2 separate regions of the Sus scrofa genome follow, and region 2 is linked to region 1. A link is a contact called in public Hi-C data. All regions are on one chromosome and are shown on one strand. The core of a region is the stretch at or near the end of the contact, and the rest is flanking DNA. Distances in the headings are between cores, read along the strand shown. Region 1 has its middle 110 kb from the start of N6AMT1. Region 2 overlaps LTN1 (E3 ubiquitin-protein ligase listerin).

Evidence for each region. Hi-C and Micro-C count contacts between places; a contact is called where the count stands out from the background.
Region 2: a Hi-C map of retroperitoneal adipose tissue shows a contact between it and region 1, with 2.5 times the contacts expected there. The contact joins two enhancer-like sites. A contact is called at or near these places in 9 of 47 Hi-C or Micro-C datasets (alveolar macrophages, embryonic fibroblasts, fetal heart ventricle and 5 more).

Annotation. Positions count from the first base shown.
Region 1 is chr13:192,131,506-192,136,714 of Sscrofa11.1, reverse strand. No RefSeq gene overlaps it. Among named protein-coding and RNA genes, the nearest start is that of N6AMT1, 110 kb to the left of the region's middle. Within about 2 kb of position 1,259, at least 12 of the 83 cell types and tissues checked have an H3K27ac peak or open chromatin away from gene starts, as enhancers often do.
Region 2 is chr13:192,303,527-192,309,020 of Sscrofa11.1, reverse strand. LTN1 (E3 ubiquitin-protein ligase listerin) reads left to right here. Exons shown (of 30, transcript XM_013982552.2): 25 at 379-565; 26 at 5,471-5,494. Among named protein-coding and RNA genes, the nearest start is that of LTN1, 52 kb to the left of the region's middle. Within about 2 kb of position 1,565, at least 5 of the 83 cell types and tissues checked have an H3K27ac peak or open chromatin away from gene starts, as enhancers often do.

The DNA of each region.
Region 1 (5,209 bases), core at 10-2,509:
ACTCCAGAGCTGGATCTGAGCTGAGTCTGCGACCTACACCACAGCTCATGGCAATGCTGGATCCTTAACCCACTGAGCAAGGCCAGGGATTGAACCCGCAACCTCATGGTTTCTAGTCGGATTCATTAACCACTGAGCCACGATGGGAACTCCAATTCTCCCTACTCTTAAAGACCCAGATCAGGAAGTTCCCTTGTGGTGCAAGATACGGTGCTGTCCCAGCTGTGGGCAGGCTGCTACTGAGGCAAGGGTTTGATCCTGGACTAGGAACTTCCAAAGGAAAAAAAAAAAGATACAGATCAAAATGCCACCATTTCCAAGAAGCCATTGTCAGTCCTTTCCAGCAAAATTAGTCTTTCCCTTGCATCTTCTTCCCTTGCTCTTGGTTTATAACTCTTCTAAGCATCTATCACGGTTTGCTGGCCCAAGAACAGCTCATTCCCAGGAAAGGGCTCAGCTTTTGCTACCTTGCAGGCAAATTCAAAGTTTGGACAATTATCTGTTTGTCCTGATTTTTCCCATGGAGCCCAAGAAAGTGCCTTGCTTATCATGGGTTCTTCATAGCTATTTGTTGAACTAAATTAGATTACATTTTCTAAATGTTTATAAACAAGACAGCATTGCCTTACATGGTTTACCAAAAAAAAAACAACAAAAACAACAACAAACAAAAAAAAAACAACAAAAAAACAAACCCCCAAAACAAAAAAACAAAAAAAAAACCCCAAAACCAAAAAAATCTGTTGGGCTAAAAATAGACAAGCAAGAACTTAAGTTGAAGGGTTACGTCTTACACAATGAGGCTGTGTCGTTTTGGATGTTTGGAAAGCCTCTCAGAATTTATGCTTCCTAAAGATCCTGCTGCCCTAGCATTTTGTCCACATGCTAAAAGGCATCAGAATGGATTTTGATAAAGGGGAATATTTTTAGGCATTCTAATCAGCTCAGCTCTGCCAAATTCTTGGCCTTTGGTATGTGCTGCAGAGTAATGTCAGATGCTCACACGTACACACGTTGACATTTACAAGGCATGAGACAGGCTCTGCCAAGTTCAGAAACAAAGCCCCCGCTTTTGATTGGTTCACCAGAACTTCCTCAGATGCAGTTGATCTTTGCTACTGGAGGAATGACGGGCTGCTGGTGCCAAGTGAATTTCCATTCATTTCTTCATTTCAGGAAATAACATTTGCGTGTGAGGGTCAGGTGCCCTGTGAGGTCGTGGATGCGTAAGGTTACACATCAACTGAGTGAAGGGGACCTTGGGCTGCTCTGGTGTTGGTGCCAGTGGAAGCTCAAGCTGGTTTAGAACCTCTGGTGTGGGATTAGTAGAAATGGACGTGAATACACTCCATCCAAACATGTCCTAGATGATCTTAGAAAATTCCAGATAAAAATCCAAGAGGTCTATTCTTTCTTTCTGAAAAAAAAAATACTATCTTTTATCTAAAAATAAAAAGAAAATGCTATTTTATTTTTGTGCTCCAGAAAAACATCAGAGTATATTTAGTAACTTCTGTGATTCCACTGCCTTTTTTAGATGGAGAAGTATCCCAGAAAAGAGAGAGCAGGACAGCGTGTGTGTGTGGTGTGTGTGTGTGTGTGCACACTGAATCTCTGTCTAGGTAAAAATACTAGTTGAGTAGGTTATAGGAAAGGATTTTATAAGACTCAGAAGAATAAATTCTATTTCCAAAATAGTGTTGTTTTATGAAAAGTGTTTCTTTTTACATTCCATAGTTAACTCTATGAGAATTGTGAGTGGTTACCTCCAGGGAGGAAGTACTGCTGAGAATTCAGATCACCTGCCTTAAAAGGTACCATGGAATTTACACATTACGGGACACTGTTTCCCTGTTAGGGTCCAGGATGACACCCATTGTACCCTTTCTCTGGTGCTGCTGAGAATGTTAACCCTTCTGCTCTCATCAGGGCCCCGTGGGACGAGGAGGACCCTGGGAGAGGCCAGACAGTCTATTCTGGCCACATGTCGAAAAACACACAATTTTTTTTTTTTTTGCCTATGCCCATAGCATGAGGAAGTTCCTGGGCCAGGGGTCGAACCTGAGCCACAGCAGTGACAACTCTGAATCCTTAAGGGGCTAGGCCACCAGGGAACTCCATGCACACACTTTTATGATTCAGGACACTAGCAATTCTGGAAACATATGAGCCCTCTCCTGGCACTTTTTACCTCTTAAGCCTGAAGAATCATTACTGTTAAGTTCTGAAGTTATTCTGTGGAAGTGAGGCTGTGGTGATGACCATTCAGAGGCCAACCACAGCAGTGAAGTTTGGGATCCCTTACAGAGATGTCTGGCAACACCGGCCCCAGACGTCCTGGCCTCTCCTGGCTCAGTGTGCTGTGACAGAGGGATGGTCCTGTCTGCGAACATGTCTAGAAAATTGTTATTCTTGCAATATAGCTACATATTTTCTTCTATCAAAAAAAGAAAGTGTTGCAATTAGACATGCATGCTTCCATGATCCTGAGTGCATCTATTCCATCTAAGGACAGAGGCTCCCTGGCTGGGATAGAGAGTCAGCACACACAGTATCCTGGAGTAGCTGTGGGGACAATAAGATTCCATTCCACTTGGTCCTTAAGCAGCCGTGTGTCCACAGGCAAGTCACTGCATCACATTTCTTCCTCCGATGGGAAGAGGAGAGAGAGGAAAGCCATGAGGCCAGCTCTGAGTTATGTTGAAGACAATAAATCTAAGAGGAAGGTGAAAAGTAGAAAGCGCTAGAGAATGTAAGGTGGTGGTGGTGTTTATTTACTGAAAAAGCAGCTGTTTTTTGGTCTTTTTAATTGTCACAGACACAGGGGATTCATTCCTGGTTGTCAAGTTAACCCAGATAACCAGACTGGTGATAGTACTCTCAGGTATTTCAAATTATATTTCTTTCAGCCCTGTAAGAATAGACTTCTGGGCCTAGCCTATTTACCAGCAAATAGGAGCTGAGAAAATGTAGATTAAAAATTGGTTTCAGCACTTAAATGCAACAATCTAATTTTATTTTATTTTTAAAAATTTTTAAAGATTTTAATTTTTTCCATTATAGTTGATTTATAGTGTTCTGTCAATTTCTACTGTACAGCAAAGTGACCCAGCCATACATATACATATATCCTTCCATCACAAGTGACTAGATAATAGTTCCCTGTGTTATACAGCAGGATCTCATTGCTTATCCACTCCAAATGCAGTAGTTTGCACATATTAAGCCCAAACTCCTAGTTCATTCCACTCCCTTCTCCTCCTCCTTGGCAACCACAGCTCTGTTCTTCAAGGCTGTGAGTTTCTTTTCTTTCTTTTTTTTTTTTTTTTTTTTGCTTTTTAGGGCTGCTGCACCCGAGGCATATGGAAGTTTCCAGACTCGTGGTCAAATTGGAGCTGCAGCTGCCAGCCTACTGCATAGCCATAGCAACTGTGGGACACAAGTTTCATCTGCAACCTACACATCACAGCAATGCCAGTTTCCCCACCCCTGAGTGAGGTCGGGGATGGAACATGCAGCCTCATGGATTCTAGTCGGATTTGCTTCTGCTGCACCACGAAAGGAACTCCCCATGAGTTTCTTTTCTGTGGAAAGTTTCATTCAACAATCTAATTTTAGAGGTTAGAAAAAATTGAGCGGGACTCATTTTACAAACAAGATGTCAGATGAATCCAACTGTTTTTAGATTTAAAGGGTTTTATATTCTGTCCTATTTATTACTTTCCTATACCCTATCTGCGAACTAAAGTTTTTTTTTTTTTTTTTTTTTCAGCTTTGGTTCTCACTTAAGATCCAGTAAATTTATTTATTTATTTATTTATTTATTTATTTGGTCTTTTTTGCTATTTCTTGGGCCGCTCCCGCGGCATATGGAGGTTCCCAGGCTAGGGGTCGAATCAGAGCTGCAGCCCCCGGCCTACGCCAGAGCCACAGCCACGCAGGATCCGAGCCGCGTCTGCAACCTACACCACAGCTCACGGCAACGCCGGATGGTTAACCCACTGAGCAAGGCCAGGGACCGAACCCGCAACCTCATGGTTCCTAGTCGGATTCGTTAACCACTGCGCCACGACAGGAACTCCCAGTTTTTGTTTTTTTTTAAACAAAATTTTTGCTCATGGTGGTTCTAAACAGAACATAGACATTAAAAATTGGCTTCAAAATTTTCTGTTGAAATCTTTTTTTGAAACTTTTTTATTTTTTAAAGTTTTATTGAAGTATAGTTGATTTACAATGTTGTGACAATCTCTATTGTACAACAAAGTGATTCAGTTAGAAATATACACACATTCATTCTTTTTCAGATTCTTTTCTCACATAGATTATCACAGCATATTGGGTAGAGTTCTCTGTGCTATACAGCAGGTCCCCATTGGCCAATCATTCCATATGCCTCAGTGTACATATGCCAATCCCAACCCCCCAGTCCATCCGTGCCCCTACCCGTCCCCTTTGGTAACCACAAGTTTGATTTTAAAGTCTGTGAGTCTGTTTCTGTTCTACAAATAAGTTCATTTGTGTCCTTTTTTTAAAGATTCCACATATAAGTGATATCATATGATGTTTGTCTTTCAATGTCTAACTTCACTTAGTATGATAATCTCTAGGTCCATCCATGTTGCTGCAAATGGCATTATTTCATTCTTTTTATGGCTGAATGATATTCCATTGTGTATAGGTATCACATCTGTTTTAAATCTTCACTGTAACATCTCTCTGCCCTTGATTTATGGCTTGTTTTAGGCACATGATTTCCTAGAGAAAAGGAAAAGAAAACAATTTTTTAGTCTACTCCTTCTAGAATGAACCATGATGGAGTTTTTACTTAGCACATGGTACCTGTAATAATCTTCCTCTTTCAATCATGCTAAGCCCAGTGAAATCCTTTAACAGTAGATATGTCTATCAACATCAACCAAAATGAGGGCTGGTTCTTTTCAGTATCATTTAAGAATTCATACATCTGCTAGGAGCCAAGAGCCCTTAAAAGTATTAGGTGAAGAATGTCTCAGGATTTCTGTGTGTCATGTTCGTGAATAAATGTATCTTAATACTTTTTGAAGTCTCCAAACATGGTGAGTTTGGAAGAGCTTGCTAAAAAGGGAGGTTACAGCTAAGGGTGGCTATATTTCAGTTGCCAAAAAGTCTTTCATTTTTTAAAAAAGAGACTGAGCCAGGTTTTAGTCCTGACCCTGATCGCAGTGAGATG
Region 2 (5,494 bases), core at 316-2,815, 170 kb before region 1:
TTATATTTTATATGTTTATGTATTTAAAATAGGAAAATATATGTTTATATAGCTTAATGCCTTTCAGATTCTGTAATTGCCTTAATGTGTAATTAGGAGTCATATTGAATCTATAACGGGGGACTTTTGGAAGTTCCCCTGTGGTGCAGCAGGTTAAGGATCTGGTGTTGTCACTGCAGCAGCTTGGATCACTGCTGTGGCTCAGTTTCAATCCCTGGCCAGGAACTTCCACCGGCCAAAAAGCAGGCGAAGGGGAGGGGGAGCATTTAAAGTGGTTTTTGGAAAATAGAGAAAGATTTTTCTAAAATGTGCAAAATTATATATGCTGTCAGTTTTGTTAAGGGATGAGTTATGTGATGTTTAATCATCGATTCTTAGGTCACCACCAGCAGCACTGATGTCTCTTCTTAGTACTCAAGAAGACTTACTAGAAAATGTCTTGGGGTGTATTCCTGTTGGACAGATAGTTACTATTAAGCCTCTGAGTGAAGACTTCTGCTATGTTCTGGGATACCTCCTCACTTGGAAATTAATACTTACTTTCTTCAAAGCTGCTTCGTCTCAGGTAAATGAATATGAGACAGTGTTTGACCGTTCTGTCCTGTATGTGTTTCTGTTATTGTCCTAAACCTCTTCCTTCCCCTCCTTTTGGAAAGAAAGGGAGAACTGCCTCACATTTTAATCTAATTGTATCTGGATAATTTAAGACATTCTCCTAAGTTTATTTCTGTCTCTGCTTCCTTACCCTTCCAGTTTTTTACACACACACACACACACACACACTTTTTGCAAAGTAATTTAACCTCTCTAATGTGCTTGGATCTATTTTTATTCTAACTGAATGTAGCCACCAAGTCCTTTTATTGTAGTAAACCAGATTTCTATGATTTAATTTTGTGTTCCCATAGTAATAGTTTCCAGAGAATTGGATCTTGCTATTTTTTGTTTAACCCCTTTGGTCAGCTTCTGACTCTTGTGGAGATGTCACTTAATTCATTATTGGAAATTTACCTTACTTGAAGATCAGCGTTTAGAAAAAGATCTATGAGATGTTAACATGTAGTTCAGACTGTTACTGCTAAATAATGAAAATACCCCATAGTAATTATTTTGCTCAAATTATTTTGGCAGCCACTAGATGTCTCTGTTGTCTCATGTTTAAAAGAAAGACGTCATCGTCCAGGAAGGAAGCTGGAAAAATCTACTCTATTTTAAAAAATTCTTTTAGACATATCCTCACTTTAAAAAGTTTCAAACATTGATTGAATCAGTTTATTTATTTATTTATTTTTATTTATTTATTTTTTTGCTTTTTAGGGCCACACCCATGGCATATGGAGATTCCCAGACTAGGGTCGAATTGGAGCTACAGCTGCTGGCCTATGCCACAGCCACAGCAATGTGGGATCTGAGCCAGGTCTGTGACCTACGCCACAGCTCACGGCAATGCCAGATCCTTAGCCCACTGAGCAAGACCAGGGATTGAACCCTCAACCTCATGATTCCTAGTTGGATTTGATAACTCTGATTGAATCAGTTTATTAAGTAGGTGGCTTCTTTGACAGGTTAATACAAAAAGACTTAATTGATTTGTTTTTAAAGTGGGACCGAATGTGATGACGCTCATTTCCAATGCGATTTTTCAGAATCTTTAAGTTATAATTTATGTTGTTCCTAATTACCCATACCTTGGTATAAATAGATAAACATATGCATTTTTGCATTTGTTTATCTAAGGGGGAAGTCAAATCACAGGCAATACTGAACTAGATGTTAAAAAATTATTTTACTTCTTTTCAAGCCTACCTCTTATGTTTGTGATTTCAGGTAGTTTTAATTTGCTGGTGGTATATTTCAGGAGTTCCTTGTTGAATTTTTATGTTCATTTCTTAAAATATTGTTGATCTTTTAAAAGTTGCAGCAAATGGAGATTTTTATGTTCAAGAATGTTCTTATCTTTTATTCAGAAATTAGGAACATGACCACACAACAGAAGAATTTATTGAGCCTTGAACATATAAACGAAGTAACCCAGTAAATAATACTAATTAGAGTAATCCTAAAACAAACTGAGAATTTTCAAAAAATCTTTGGTCCTTAATCTGAGTCCTTTTTGACTTTCTTAAAAAAAAAAAAAAAAAAAAAAACTAGTAAATCAGATTAAATTGGAAACAAAACTCTCTGTTTTATAGTTTTACTGAGGTATATTTCACATATCAATTTTACTTATTTAATGTGTACAGTTTGGTGCTTCTATAGTCACAGAATTGTACAACTATTACCACTAATTTTAGAACTAACTTTTTAACACCCCCACCCAAAAAAAGCCCTTACCCATTATAGTCACTTCCCATTTCCTCTCCGACCTCCCATCCGCTGACAACCACTTTCTATTTTCTGTCTCAGTGGATTTGCCAGTGGTGGACCTTTCACATACATGGCCTTTTGTGTCTGGTTTATTTCATGTAGCGTAATGTTTTCAAGATTCAGTCATAGTGGAGCCTATATCAGTATGGCATTCCTCTTCTAATGTCTGAGTAATAGTCCGTTGTATGACTACCACAGTTTGTTTATCCATTCATCCGTGGACATTACGTTGTTTCTAGTGTTTGCCTATTGTGCAGGAAGCCGTTGTGAACATTGGTGCATACATTTTTGTGTGGACATATATTTTCATTTATCTTGTATTGGATACCTAAGAGTGGGACTACTGGGCAATAGACATGTGTTTTTATTTATTTATTTATTTATTTATTTATTTTTGTCCTTTTTTGCTATTTCTTGGGCCGCTCCTGCGGCACATGGAAGTTCCCAGGCTAGGGGTTGAATCGGAGCTGTAGCTGCCGGCCTACATCAGAGCCACAGCAACGTGGGGTCCGAGCCTCGTCTGCAACCTACACCACAGCTCATGGCAATGCCGGATCGTTAACCCACTGAGCAAGGGCAGGGACCAAACCCGAAACCTCATGGTCCTGGTCAGATTTGTTAACCACTGCGCCACGACGGAACTCCGACATGTGTTTTTAAAAGCCTATTGATATATGTGATCATTTTTTAAAAAAATTCATTTTCCTTCCAACTTTTTATTTTGAAAAATACTCATATTTACAGAGAAGATGAACAACAGATATCATGATGCTTTACTTAAAGTATTTAAACATATATCTTCTAAAAAAAAGGGCATGTTTCAACATAAATGTAATTATTACACTCAAATTTAATTTTGGTGTGATAATATTATCTATTGGTATTTAAATATTATCTACTTTGTATTTAAATTTTCCCGGTTGTCCCAGTAATGTCCTTTATAAGTTATTTTTCCTTCTCTATTGAGGATTCAGTCAAGAATCATGTTTACATTTGTCTGTCATATTTCTTTTTTTTTGTCTTTTTAGGGCTGCACCCCTGGCATTTGGAGGTTCCCAGTCTAGGGGTCTAATCGATGCTGTAGCTACCAGTCTGCACCGCAGTCACAGCAGTGTGGCACCGAGCTGTGTCTATGACCTATACACCACGGCTCACGGCAATGCTGGATCCTTAACCCATTGAGTGAGGCCAGGGAGTGAACCTGCATCCTCTTGGATACTAGTCAGATTCATTTCCACTGAGCCGTGAGGGGAACTCCTCTCTGTCATATTTCTTTAATGTATAATTCCTCTACTTTCTTGTCATTTACCATGTCTGTTATTTTGTAGACTGTTTTATAATCTGGATTTGGCTGATAGTTTCCTCATGATTAGATTCTGGTTACTTTTCAGTAAGAGTATTTGCTGCACAGTGGTGATGTGTTTTCAGTGTATCACTTCAGGAGCACAGAATGTCATGTATCCTTCTGTTGGAGAGGTTAGTTTTTATTACTTGGTAAAGGTAGTGCTAGACTTCTCCATTGTAAAGGTTCTTTGATCAGTTTTTAAAGAATCAGTTCCAAATCCTATGGCTTGATCTTAGTGTTTTAGCATTGATTGTGTTCAGAAAATGGTGTCTTTGTACTACGGAGGTACATGTGATATAGTGAAAGAAATAATTTTAAAACAGGTACAAATACCAAGGAGCTGCAAAGTAAATGTGAACAAATGAAAACTTAATATTTTTTAATTTTTATTTTTACTCTTTGTCTTTATTTATTTATTGTCTTTTTTGTCTTTTTAGGGCCACACCCACAGCATGTGGGGTTCCCAGGCTAAGGGTTCAATCAGAGCTACAGCTGCTGGCCACAGCCACAGTAATGCCGCATCTGTGGCCTACACCACGGCTCATGGCAACGCCGGATCCTTAACCCACTGAGTGAGGCCAGGGATTGAACCCGAAACCTCATGGTTCCTAGTCGGGTGCGTTTCCACCTGCCACACAGGAATCCTGCCTTTGTCTTTATAACTCAAGATCTGAGCGATGTCTGTGACCTGTGCCAAAGCTTGTGAAAAAGCCGGATCCTTAACCCACTGAGCAAGGTCTGGAATTGAACCTACATCCTCATGGATGCTAGTCAGACTCTTAACCTGCTAGGCCACAATGGGAACACCTGAAAATTATTATTGTTGAGAATGATCTTAAAGTACATGCCTCATACAGATAACTATGGTGCACCCAGTGGTGCTAGATTTTCCTATTTTAAAAAAATAAACCAGGAGTTCCCATTGTGGCTCAGTGAAAACGAACCTGACTAGCATCCATGAGGACACAGGTTTGATCCCTGGCCTCGCTCAGTGGGTTAAGGATCCGGCGTTGCCGTGAGCTGTGGTGTAGGTCACAGATGCAGCTCTGATCCTGTGTTGCTGTAGCTGTGATGTAGGCCAGTGGCTATAGTTCCAGTTGGACCCCTAGCCTGGGAACCTCCATATGCCATGGGTGCAGATGTGAAAAGAAAAAAGACAAAAAAAAAAAGAAAAAACCAAACAAACCAGAAATCCATATTTTTATGTGAATTTTCCTGATTCATAGAATAACTGAGAAGACCCCAGGATGTTTTGGACTACTAGTTTGTGCTGTCATAAATGGATGCTGGAATGATATAGAGTGAGTTCAGCCATAAAAATAGGATTACTTTTAAGATGAATTTTGAAAGATTAGGGATTATGGTGTGGAAGGAATGTGTGGAAACATGGGAGGAGAGTAAATAAATTGTCTTGGGGGGAGGTGACAAGTAGATTTTTCGAATCAGAGACTCCAGGTTGGGGAGAGCTTATCAACAGGGAGACAGAGAAAGACGCTGGAGGCATATGTCTAATAATGAGGGGTTAGGGAAAACTTCTGTCCTTTATAAGAAGGAGGAGCAGTGCCATTAGGTGACACACTGGAAACTAAGACTGTGGCATATATTTTGTAGGACTCGTCCATGTGATTCTCAGTGTTTAAACGAATGCATTTTTTGCAATGGCTCTTATGCAATCTGTTATACTTTTGATTTGTTCGTATTTACCAATTGTCTTGGTTTAATTGGGCTTACTAACAAGAATCCTTTACTCTCCACCAGCTTCGAGCTCTGTATTCAATGTAC